Regions from separate parts of the Mus musculus genome. Here region 2 is linked to region 1. A link is a contact called in public Micro-C data. All regions are on one chromosome and are shown on one strand. The core of a region is the stretch at or near the end of the contact, and the rest is flanking DNA. Distances in the headings are between cores, read along the strand shown.

What was found. A called contact is a pair of places that touch in the nucleus more often than the background predicts.
Region 2: a Micro-C map of brown adipocytes shows a contact between it and region 1, with 5 times the contacts expected there. The contact joins two enhancer-like sites. A contact is called at or near these places in 21 of 484 Hi-C or Micro-C datasets (the AML12 cell line, B cells, the C10 cell line and 15 more) and 3 of 115 datasets of contacts at active chromatin or transcription factors (embryonic stem cells, large pre-B cells and trophoblast stem cells).

What each region holds. Positions count from the first base shown.
Region 1 is chr19:44,418,856-44,425,312 of GRCm38.p6, reverse strand. No RefSeq gene overlaps it. Among named protein-coding and RNA genes, the nearest start is that of Scd1, 14 kb to the right of the region's middle. Within about 2 kb of position 2,907, at least 17 of the 459 cell types and tissues checked have an H3K27ac peak or open chromatin away from gene starts, as enhancers often do. A contact at or near this core is called in brown adipocytes, where this site is marked.
Region 2 is chr19:44,453,983-44,460,563 of GRCm38.p6, reverse strand. It overlaps Gm35406 (a long non-coding RNA gene), which reads right to left. Exons shown (of 3, transcript XR_386738.2): 2 at 3,197-3,303; 3 at 2,081-2,251. Among named protein-coding and RNA genes, the nearest start is that of Gm35406, 3.6 kb to the right of the region's middle. Within about 2 kb of position 2,918, at least 59 of the 459 cell types and tissues checked have an H3K27ac peak or open chromatin away from gene starts, as enhancers often do. A contact at or near this core is called in brown adipocytes, where this site is marked.

The sequences.
Region 1 (6,457 bases), core at 1,658-4,157:
AAAGGAGCCTCCCTTGAGGAAATGCCTCCATGAGATCCAGCTGTAAGGCATTTTCTCAATTAGTGATCAAGCAGGGAGGGCCCATTGTGGGTGGTGCCATCCCTGGGCTGGTAGTCCTGGGTTCTACAAGAAAGCAAGCTGAGCAAGCCAGGGGAAGCAAAGCAGTAAGGAACACCCCTCCATGGCTCTGCATCAGCTCCTGCTTCCTGACCTGCTTGAGTTCCAGTCCTGACTTCCTTTGGTGATGAACAGCAATGTGGAAGTGTAAGGCAAATTTCCTCCCCAACTTGCTTCTTGGTCATGATGTTTGTGCAGGAATAGAAACCCTGACTAAGACAGTCGACACGCATAGAAGGTAGAACTGTGTGCTGTACCAGGCAAACACCACTCGCTGTGCAACCGTTAAAGAAGGCATTAACTGAATACAGCATCGGTTCCCTCACCTACAGGCCAGGTAGCCTCCGAGTGCTCCCACTCTCTCATCTTGCACAAGCTTTGACTCCACCTTTGCACTGTGATCTTTCCACTACCTTCTCTGAAGTTGGACACTAAAGCTCCCAGTTAATGCCTCGCAGAAAGCCTGTGTGCAATGGGCTTTCCCTCAGGACATCACCATACCAATTGGACCCCAAACCCTCTTCTCAGGACCTCTCTAAGCCCTGAATCATCTCCTTCCTGTCCCCTAAAGAAAATTGCAAAACTCACCAGAGAGGAGAGGGGGGCCCATCACACTTTACAAAAGGTACATCTGCCAGCACAAAGTGGTGGCAGTGTCATTAACTGAATTATGGGAAAACTAGGTCACCTGGGAATTTGAGAGAAACTCCTTCTGTTAACCACCTTTCTACCAACTCGGCTGCTTCCACTGAACTTGGTGATGATTCTTCCTCAGTGAATTCTCTTAAACCGAGAAGCCTCGGATGTTGCATGTTGTTATATACACGAAATTCCCAGGATCCCCCTTGCCTCACACAGATGAATACTGCCTGGGAGGTACAGACGTTTCACACACTCGTGCCTCTCACAGGCAGATGCTCACAGGCAGCGGCTACTCACACAGACAGACGTCCACAAGGAACACGATGCACACCACAAGCTCCCTCAGGTGGTCTTGACATAGAGATCTCTGTTCTCGGCTGTGCTCTCAGTCAGTGTTATCCCACACAGTCCTACAGGCAAAGAAGCCCAGAGTCCCCAACAGCACATCTTTTTTTTAATCTTTTTTTTTTTAAAGATTTATCTTATTTATTATATGTAAGTACACTGTAGCTGTCTTCAGACACTCCAGAAGAGGGCGTCAGATCTCATTACGAATGGTTGTGAGCCACCATGTGGTTGCTGGGATTTGAACTCAGAACCTTTGGAAGAGCAGTCAGTGCTCTTAACCGCTGAGCCATCTCTCCAGCCCATACAGCACATCTTTTTATCCAGCCCTCCCTGTCCTGACCCCATCTTCACCAGTCCTTCCTTGCCCATCCAGTAACCCCCAGGACCTGACTACAGCATCTACACTCCTGCTTGCCCTCCTACCAAGTCCCTATGGGAGACGGAGTGAGGATACTGGGTCGGAGTGAGGCTGTGAATGGGGCAAGCATCTGTTTCAGGTAGGGTGGTCGAGAGACTCCTTACCTCAGTATTCCATGCATCAACCACGCTCCCCTTCAACCCATGAGTCCCCAGATAATGACTGTGCCAAGTGACCTTTCTAGCAGACCAGAAGCCTGGCCTCTGTGTCCTGCGGCAGGCAACACTGATGCAGGTAGATGAGAGACACCAAAATTTCACATCTTCCTCTGATCACCTGCCTTCCACAAAGCCATTCAAGCTCCCTTCAGATTCTCACACCCCAGGAGAGCCCTCTCCCAGCCCTAAACCTATGGTGCAAAGACAGAAATGGAGACAGCAACTGGACACCAGGGTTCTCTGTGTCTTCTCCTGGTATCTGTCTTCAGGCTTCTTGGGTTGAGGCTCAGGGAGAGCCACACTGGAGACAGTGCAGAGCCTCATGGTCACAGGGAATGGGGGCCACTCTAGGCAGGATTGTCCCAGGCTCTGTTCCCTGGTTTCTGCAGTTCCTGCCCCCCTTAGGACTTCCTACAATACTCATGGGGAAGACGGCTCCTACTCTTAAGTTAGAAATAGGAACACAAGCTCAAACTGGCACCGACAAAAGACAGCCAAGGGACCAGCACCTGAGAGCAGCTTCTACCCATCTATGTGGGGAGGCTGAGATCCTCTCAGATACAGAGCATCAATGGTTGGACATCAATGACATTAATCCTCTCCCTCTCCTCCTCTCTCTGTGTCCTCTCTGCAAGGCTCGGTCTAGGACAGTGAAGAAAAAGTGGCTGTCGTATTCCTGAACCTGTCACATGAATTTCCTGCCCAAGGCCTAGGCACTGGAAAGGGGTGACTCCCTTCAGTCTGCATCTAAGGACTGTCTTATCCTCCCTAGAAGGACAAGTGTCCATCTCTCCGCTGTTCCAGACAGTGAGATCCACTGCGGTGCCAGCTTTCCTTGGAGAAAAGAGTGAGAAGCTGGGCCAAGGGGGAGCATCTTGCATTGGATCAGCTGAGCGAGGAGGGAGCCAAGAGACTTTTATACAATTGCACAGGGACTCCTGACAAGGGTCAGGAACGGGTGTCAACAGTGTGGTCCCCAAGAAGCAGAGGGGAACATGAGATGGTTTCCCATTCCCTTGGGCAATCCTGAATTCCGGTGGAGGCAGGGGTCTGAGTGGACCTGAGGACATCCTCCTCGTGTGACAAGTCTCCTCATATGACAGAGCTCCAGGCCACATCGTCACTCTCCTGGAACCCATCCAGCCCCTTTTCCTGCTCAGTACTGAGCCCTTTTCCTCCTGTGTGGATCACACTATACCGCCCTATGGGGCAGGCTATACCGCACAGGTTGAGAAATCTCAGTCAGCTCACTCATTCCTCTGCTGTTTAAACTTACTCAAGAAGCCACAAATGTTCTAGTCAAGAGGCATCTCATGAGAGTTTTTCCCAATATTTCTCTAAGCTCTCAAGCTTCAGGGCCCACTCGACTTTTCCTGTTAGACGGGTAAACAGAGGTCAAAACGGCAGGCTGTTGCCAAGCCAGGCTGGGTGGTGTTCAAAAATGGACTATGCTGCAGGGTTCAATGAACTGGGGTTAAGGTGAGGTTATACAATACATGAGACTGAAGACATAGAGGAAGCCAGAAGAAGGCCTCTGGAGAACCCCATTAATGATTGAATAGTTCAAATGAAGAGACCTTGGAACCCGGCATCAACTCTTGCCTAACGAACAGCAGATGAAATATGAAGAGGATAAAGCCTGCCTTGAAGCCAGGTAGTGGCCTTTGGTCCCAGCACTTGGGAGGCAAAGGCAAGTGGATCTCTGAGTTTGAGGCCAGCCTGGTCTACAGAGTGAGTTCCAGGACAGCCAGGGCTACACAGAGTAACTTTGTCTCGGCAGAAAAACAAAACAAAAACAAAACCAAAAAAAAAAGCCCTACCTTGATCCATGTTTGAAGAGGTTATTCAAAGAAAAGCGAGAGGAGACTGGCGGATGTAGACTGGTCTTGTAGTTGAGCTCTGTGGATGTGTTGGTCTGGATGTGTTTATGAATTTGCTTCAACCTGAATCACAATTTAAGAACGATTCTTTTTTCTGCAGATGTCTCACCCTAGATGAATGTCTATTTATCTAAATTATAATTTATTTACGCTATTATGCCATAAAACAGATGGGGGCAGACAGTATGTGTGGAGTGAGGACCCCCAGACTCAGGCTGCCTCTTGACCAGCTAAGCAAAAGCTCATATATAGTTCGTGTCAGCCTCAAGCTCACAGCAATCCTCCCGCCTCAATTTCCCAAGTTTTAGGATTATAGGTATGCACCATCGGGTCATGCACCCCTTTTCTGCCCTGTGGAGAGGGTTGTGGAAAACCGAGCTCCCCCGAGATTCAGAAATAATTTGTGCCCACAAGCAGAGGAGAGCAGACCAAGTTCTAGGGATCCTCAGGTTGGCTTGAGGCAGCCAGGAGCCCTCGTGGTCACAGGAACATGAGCCGAGCTGAGCCCAGATACCTGCATCAGATCCTTCCCTCCAGGTCTGCAACCAGCCTCATTTCCATTACGAAACTGGGTTATCTCCTTAGAACCTGGAAAAGGGACAGACGTTCATGAAAGGATGAGACAAGCAGGCAAAAACACCCAGAGATTCGGTTTCTGTTTGAGAATTGAGAAATGGTGGCTCTTTATCCCTTCGTCTCTTCCACCTTCCAATCCCAGATCTAGGACTCAGTCAGCATTGTTGACAACAGCTTCTCTTACAATGATAAATTTTAACAATGAAAAAAAAAAAAAGCTTAAATAAATTACGACGTAGTTTCAAAAGGAGTGATCCTGGAAGACTTACTTGTGTTTTGGAATGATATCCAAGGTCATAATAAAGTATTTACCACGTACTGTATTGTCACATATACCTACCGTGTAGCGGAGTCTAACCAGGATAAAATAAATTTGAAAATAGCAGTGGTCATTTCTAGGCAACTCCGGGTGCTTTTCAGCTCTGCCTATTTTTTTTCTGCAACATTTGATGTTTGTTATAGTTGGAAAACAATTGCCTAAGGCAGGACAGCAGTCTGTCTTTCTGAGACTTGAGGGTTGTTCGATCCTAGACTCAGAGATTCCTCTGCAGCTCGGCAGGCCATTGTGGCGTCCTCCAGACAGTGGGGACATCCTATGAATGGCTTCCTCATGGCTTCCTCTCTGCAGGTTCCAGCTGGAGGGGGAGGACTGTGGTAGGATGTGTGCTGAGTGTGACAAGAGCCAGAGTGAGAGGGACAGCAGCTCCCAGAGATTCACAGGAATGGGAATGGAGCTGGAGGGAAATGGCACTGAGGTGAGCTTTGTAAGTGGGAAGAAAGAAAGGAAGAGAGAGAGAGAGAGAGAGAGAGAGAGAGAGAGAGAGAGAGAGAAAAGAAAAGAAAAGAAAAGAAAAGAAAAGAAAAGAAAAGAAAAGAAAAGAAAAGAAAAGAGACAACAAACAAAGCAAGCATGCCTGTCATGCACTTAGCACCCAGAGGCCAAGCATGTGATAATATATTATCTCAGTTAACTCTCATATAATCTGTGTGTGTGTGTGTTATTCAAATGTGTGTCCATGTATGTGTTATATACAAGTATCTGTATTTGTGTGTTGGATACAAGTGGGTGGGTGTGTGCTAGATACAAATGAGTGTGTGTTGGATACAAGTGAGTGTGTGTGTGTGTGTTGTACACAAGAGTGTGTATGTGTGGACGGGATGGCCGTGAAAGTCAGAAGTTGGCACAGGCTGTCACTACGGCTACACTTTCTCCTTGAGACAGAGCCTGTCCCTGAACTTGGTGCTCACCTTTCAGCTAAACTGGTTGGCCAGTGTCTTGGTTGTTTTGTCTGTATTTGTCAACCCAACACAAGCAAGAGTCACCTGGGAAGAGGATCATCGGTTGGGAAATTACCTCCATCGGATTGCTTCTGGGCAGGTCTGTGGGCTGTCTTCTTGCTTAATGATTGGTGTGAGAAAGCCCAGTCCACTGGATATGGCGCCACCTCTGAGCGAGTGGTCCTGCGTTGTGTGATAATCAGGGCTGAGTGCACCACGGGGAACAAGCCAGTAGCCAAGCTTCCCCCACAGCCTTTGCTTTCGCTCCTTCCGTCAATGATCAACTGTGACCAGTGTAAGCCAAATAAGCCCTCTTCTCTCCACGTTGCTTCTGGCCATGGCCTTTATCACGGCAATAGAAAGCGAACTAGAACAACTGGTGTGCCCCAGGAGCCTCACAACTCTCCCCCCCCACACACACACACCCTATCCCCAACTCCACTGAGGCTCCAAACCCAGGGCCTCATATTTGTGCAGCAAACACCTTACATGCCGAGCTGTCTCTCAGGCCCACCTCTCGAATTCATAGAATATCATGGGGTCAGTGTTCGTGGTCAGAAGAAACTGGGGTTCAGAGAGATTACTCGCCATGGAATTAATCTTCAGTATCAGGACTGTGATAAAAAGGAAAAACATCTGCTTAATTCACACAGAAGACCTTAATGATGCTTTTCCCGGTATGGCCACCAGGTGGCAGCAGGTCCCTAGGACCTACCTCTGTTCCCACTATGGCTCTCCTCCAAAGGGGTCCTAAACTGGCACCAATTCTCCCCCCCATCCCCTTCCCTCTGGGTAGCTGAAAGCTGTTGTCTGGCTCTGCCAACAGATCCTAACCCCCAGGGATTGGTCACTCGAGGTGTCTGGTAGCCCTCTGGGTGGAGTTGGGTCCTCTGAGAAGCGGGCAGAAACTACACTACCTTGCAAGCCTTCTGGAGAAGAGGTGGGGCTGAGCTCACAGGAGTCAGTGGCTCAGATGCTCACTTCTATCCCTGAGCGAGGGAGATGGGAGTAGGGAGTTGGTGAATTACTGTGGTGTGGCC
Region 2 (6,581 bases), core at 1,669-4,168, 35 kb before region 1:
AGAATTGGAGAAACAGCCTTCCCCAGGGAAGACTACACTAACTGGTTATCTAATAGCAAACGATCAGTACTGAAAACATTCGCATACAAGTAGTGTTATATGGACTGAGACAAGGAGTCATGAACTAGAAAGAGAGCAAGGAAGGGTATGTGGGGTAGCTTGGAGGGAAGAAATGGCAGGGACAATGATGTAATTATAATCTCAAAAGCATAAAAAGATAATTTAAAAAAATAACATCTTGCCATGTAGTCCAAGTTAGCCCACAAGTGGCCCGTGTAGCCCAGGCTGGTTTAGAATTTCTGATCTTCCTGTCTTAGCCTCTTGAGTGTTGGGATTATAGGCATGCTCTTCCACACCAGGCTTCTCAGTGGCTTCCACTTGTTTTCTTTGAGTCCCTGGAAGGTTTTAGCAGGCTGTCTTCCCATGCCAGACCTTGTCTGAGCTCCATGTGACTTCTGCTTGGGGACCTTCCCTCTCCTTGTACCACAAGCTCTTTGAGCAGAGACCATGCCTGTCTTGCTCACTGCTGTCTTTCTCGTTACATGACCCAAGACAGGTTTTCACTACGTACGTATTCCTTGACCTTGTTACATAAATCACAGATGAACAACGCTTAAAAGCTCTCCCTTTAGGCACTCGATGTGCATGCTAGCAAAGGCTTGCTGGAAGCAACAACCAAGCACGGGATTCTGTTTATTTCTCCCAAATAAGTGGCAAGTCTCGGGACTCAGTGTTTTTGGGAGGAGAGAGTGAGGAGACACCGTGTCCTTGGGGAAGTTTTATCCTGCAGCAGCTGTTCGGGAGCTAACGGCAATCTTCAAACCACACCATGCAGTTACTACTGCTGCCTTCCTTTCACAGATTCAATTCCAATGCTCTTGGGTAAGCAAGGTAGATGTCTCCATTGTGGTGCAGGGCTGGGGTGCCTAGAAAGTAGTGATAGAGTGGGAATGCCTGGCCTCGGGTCCCGGGGCTGCAGTGGGTTAGCGGGACACCCTCACAGAGGCACAGCCTGTTGTGTTGGACCCCAAGTACAGCGAGAAAGATGACCATTTGGTGAAAAGGGAGCTATGTCCACAGTCCTGGAAGGAGCCCGAGGTTAGGGACATTTCCACTGAGGTGTCTTACAGACAGACACTGTGGAACTCTCAACAGTTTCAGGGTTTTTTGTTTGTTGTCTGGCTGGTTTGAAGAATGGATCTCACTCTAGCCTGGGCTGACTTGAAACTCCAGATCCTTCTGTCTTTTCCTCCAAAGGCTGGTGTTACAGATATGCACTTCAACAACCTGTATCACTGACGATTCTAAATCCAGACACGACTGGGATGGGTGGGCATTTGAAGGTAAACGTAAGGGTATGTCTTTATGCCGTTTCATCAGATAGTTTATTTAAATAGATTTCCTTTACACATGTCTGCACGGGACCCTTCTTTTGCTTTCTGGCCAGGGTCCTACAATTGAGAGGGCCGGGCTTGTTGAAACTCACTCCCGGAAGCTTATTATTATAAAAACAGAAATTAAGCAAGTGGAGTTTTAAAAGCCCTTTGGGCCTCGCTGTGCCTTTTGCCACGCTCTCCCTCGCTGCTGGTAAACATTTCATAAGCCAAATTGGCACGGGGTTGATTCAGCTCTGGGAACAGCTAGCTTCTGCCAAGCTTCTACTTCTGAGCCAGACGTCGTGACTGGAGATGGCCTGACCTGATTCGAGGGCCACCAGTCCCTTCCATACTTCGGAATGGGCATGTCACCACCTCAACTCTGTGCGGATTGGGCCTCATGGTTCTTGTGCGTGATCGTCCCCTTGGCTCACCTCGAGCTACAGAAACCAAGGTGTTGAATTCAACTTACCAAACCTTGGCTCTGCCTAGTTGGCCAAAGTTGGTATTTTTTTGAAAGGTGAATATGAAGCCACCCTGAGTCTGTCTGTCCCTCCATTTCCTCTATCTTGTTTTGTCTTCCTCCTTCCCTCTAAGCCAGGAAGGTACAGGAAAACCAAACCAAAATGAAACAAAACTGGTAAATGGACATTTCTTCCATCCTGGGTAAATAAAGAAGGCATGATTTATACGAAGGAAGCAGATTGATATACCCGGAGCTGGGGCCTCTGCGGTCAGGTCACCTTGTTTCTAAGGGGGTCTGTGTCCTTTCACAAGTCCAGAGGTTTCTCTGAGCGCTTTCTTTGTCATTGGTAACCAGGCTGAGTGGACAACCCTCTGATCTTTGATCTTGCAGCCTTGACTCTCGGCATGGGCTGAATGAAGAAGGCAAAGTACACACTGTCATGCGAACATGTTTTAGTCATGAGAAACAGCAAGGAAGCTTCTCACTATGCAGAGAGAAGGCTAGGTCACACAGGGCACCCACCACGGACCCATCTCTGTCCTCATAGAACTCCTGGGCACTGCAATGACAAGGAAGCAGCCCAGGAACTTTTGGCTGTGGCCAAGACTGACTCAATTTTAAAGACGATTGTCATGACCAAGGTGACTGAGGAACAGTCGTCACCAGAAGAGTCCTTTAAGTTCTGAAAGTACTATGAGAGTTTGGGAGTATGGGTGTTCAGATGAACATGGGAAGGACTTCACTGTTACCGGTCCCTGTTGAAATTCTGTCACAGCCCAGTCTGGCCAAGATCTCATTGGACACTTGGTCTTAACTTGAACATATGTCACTTGTGGTCACACGGGGGTTACAAACACAGGGTTTTCCAAAAAAAAAAAAAAAAAAAAAAAAAGCTGTTTTCTTTGGCTGCATGCAAGAGATTGGAAAGCAAGACTTTCACAGACATAGAAAGAGGATTAACCAATACTAAGTGACTCATGATACCAGACTGGTGAGAAAGAGACACTCTAGACACCTGAGGCTAAGATCTTGAAGGGACACCTCAGTGGTTACACAGAGCAAGGGAGGGTGACAGGGCCAGGGGTGACAGGGCCAGCAGGAGAACAGAGAGAAGTGAGAACAAAGAGCTCTGACAGAAGCCCAGGTCTCACAGGAACTGAGCAAGGGCTGGGGCGAGGCTCCCTCAGCAGCTCCAGCTGCAGTTCTGCCCCACCCCTACCCCACCCCCACCCTGTCCCCAGGGAGTCTCAGAGCCTGCACCAGCTGCAGGGGCCCTCACCCTTGGCATTCCAGTGTCCTGAGCAGCTTCACTTTCTCCCTCTCAGTCAGGGGCTGAGGGAAGTGTCTGCCTCACCTTCAACTCTGCTCCTCATCCTGAGAGAGAAAAGGCAGCTCCTGCAGGGTCCCTCTGGCTCTCCTGGAAACTAAGTGCACAGTTGTAAAGGAGCCGCCCTGTGAACTCTGGAGAGAGAAACACTGTAACAGCTAAGCACAGGGATCCATGAGAATCTCTGCTTCCTGCTCCACAGGGTGGCCCTATGCTGGATGCAAGTGAAACTTCCCCAGGGAGGAGGTCAGAGCATCCTTGCAGGGATGCAAATGCTGGCCTGGCTCCTCCTCAGGGAAGGAGCATCACCCTGAGGGGCTCTGTGTACCCACCTGGCAACAGATATTGATTCCAAGCCCAGCCTGCACACCTGCGTTGATCCAGGGGACGACAGACTCTGGCACGCCTTTGTGTCTGTCCCATGCTAGCCTTGAACGTGGGAGGGATGGGGGCATTATACGGGACATGGACAAGCCAATCCAGAGAGGTTTCCATGGCGGTTGCCATAGCTTTCGGATCTTGTCCTTACAGATGAGGACAGGTGGTGTGTATACCTGCTATGGGAACACAAGCCTGCTCTGTGCAGACCTGGAGTTAAGAGTGCATCCCATAAAACCCTGGGGCAGAAGCCATGGCCCTGCTCTCGAATGGGCTAGGAGCTGAACTTTGATGATGTGCCGCAGGATAGCAGCTCAGCAGCCACCCCTGGGTATAATGAAGATCTCTACAGACACTCTCAACAGCATCCCCCAAATCAAAGAACAGCTGAGCCACTTCTGTAAGCTTAACTTTTTTGTTTGTTCAGTTGTTTCTTTTTCGAAAACATGGTTTTCTCTGTGTAGCCCTGGTTGTTCTGGAACTTGCTCTATAGACCAAGCTGGCCTTGAACTCAGAGATCTGCCTGCCTCTGCCTCCCCTCTGTCTCCCAAGCGCTGAGATAAAGGAGTGTACCACCACCACCCAGCTATAAGATAGCTTCACTTTAAAAAACTTCAGCCTCAATGCAGTTTTCCAATCTTACTGTATATGTTACAAAGCTCAACTCGCTGTTCAAGAGAAGAAGGCTCACTCTGCACTGGAGAATCTACGGGAATAAGTCAGCAGCTTCCATGGCCCAAATTGCCTCCTACCCCATTACCCCATCGCTAAAGCAGACCTGCAGGGAATGGCTAGGTGAACACGGAATAACATGGATAGAGTTTTGGAAACGAGAAATTGGCATGTCTGAAGCAAAAAGCAGAATACAAGGCCAAGTTCCATGGGTAGGTCATATCTTAAATACTGCATGAAATGATTATTGGATCAAGGAGTTAGGGAAGAGGACTTGGCAAAAGGCTGTTTGGTTCTGTGTTTTTATCACACTGGCAACGGTGAACAGCAGTCCTTCCCAAATTAGCAAAGCCTGAATATATTTGAAGACTGTGGGAGCCTGAGAGGCAAAAATGCAGTCAGAGAGACAAAAATGCAGCCATCTCTGTTTTTTTTTTTTTTAAGATTTATTTTAAATTATGTGTACCTGTATGGATTGTGTGTGGGGGTTGGGGAAGATGCTCAGGAGCAAATGTGCCCTCAGAGATGTGTGATCACACTCTGGAGCCCGGTCCGGGCAGTTGTGAGCCACTTGACATGGGTGCTGCGAACTGAGCCTGAGTCCTCTGTTGAAGCTGTACATGCTCTTAACTGCTGAGCCATCTCTCCAGACCTGCTTGGTTTTAATCTTTCACTCGGCAAATATTTACTCCATGCCAGCAGTATTCTAGGAAGTCTATAAAGGCAAAAAGGCAATGCTCTCCACAAGCTATCTCAGAGTCCAGCAGAGGAGGTCAGATGGACCAAGGTGAGGACCCGGTGTAATCCAGGCTGGAAGAAGCACGCGGCATGCCGAGCATTCCTGGAGTAATGCGTGCGTGTTATGTGGGTAGCTGACCTTCGAACTGAGTGTGAACAGGAGGCCATAACAGACACAGAAAACCTCAGGGATGGGGCTGGAGAGGGCTCAGCAGTTCAGAGCAGGGGCTGATCTTTCAGAGGACTTGGGTGTCGCTCCCAGCACCCACATCAAGCAGCACACAACCAACTGTAACTCCAATTCACTCTTCCAGCCTCCGCCAGCACTTTGCACACATGTGGTACACAGGCATACACTCAGGGATGCACACATACACCTAACACAAAATAATAAATAAATCTTAAAAAAAAAAAAAGACAAGAAAGCGGTGAGCACAGAAGCAGGGTCTAAGCCCCTCCTCTGAAAGGTCTTCCTTGAGTCTTCCCTCCTCTCCCCTTGAGGTGGATGGATCCTTCCCTTCTGACTTCTGGTATGACGTGACTTGCGCAGTTTCATTGTGACTTGCACAGTTTCATTGTAACCGCTACGATGTGCAACAACTGTTAGCAAGGCTACCTCCCCGTAAACCATGAACTCCTTTAGAGCAGAAACCCTGCCCTTTCATGTTTGACTCCCTGGCATTTAGCAGTGTTCCTGACAGGGATAGCCACTCAGTAAATTCTTGAGGGAGGGGAGAAATCATATACAGCATACCTTAGGGGACCAGTGCATATTATAGTCTGGCAGGAATCAAAGATTCATGACGTGGAGCAGTGGGAATTAAAGCCACAAAGTAGGGCAGTGGAAGGCGTGACAGTGTCAAGTGTTAACAGAACTAGGGCAGCAGAAAGTCATCCAGCACTGGGAGGCTGCGACCTGGCACAGCCGCCTTCAAGCACGGTTTATCAGTATCTCATTAAGTCACCTGGGTCCCACGCTCCAGATCCCAGTTCTAGGGAAACGCCTATGTGTTCACACAACAGAGATATAGCCAGGTATGATGGCATGCACTTTTAATCCCAGCACTCCGGAGGCAGAGGCAGGTGCATCTCTGTGAATAGCCTACGTAGAAAGTTCCAAGTTCGTCAAGGCTACATAGCATAGAGAAACCCTGTCTCAAAGGAAAAAAAAAAGCTGAAAAGCAAAATATTCATAGCAAGACTTGGAAATAACCTGTGTCCATCAACAGAGAATAGGATGAATAGCTATGAATAACTAGGCATACCTGTATCATTGCAAGAGAATTGTATAAATACAAACCCAAGGCTGTAGGAGAACCATATTATATGTAAGCATTAGTCCATACCATGGTTATGAAGTGGTGGCTCTTTATTCCAATGCTCTTGCTGCATTTCCTGCTGGCATCATTTTCTTTAAAAATATTCATTTTATTTTTGAGAGACACAGAAAGTCAGTCAGTCTGTCTGTCTGTCTTCTGTCTCTCTCTCTCTCTCTCTCTCTCTCTCTCTCTCTCTCTGTGTGTGTGTGTGTGTGTGTGTGTGTGTGTGTTGGTTTGACCACTAGTATCCATGGAGGCAGGATGATGTTGGATCCCCTGGAGCTGGAGCTAAACATGGTTGTGAG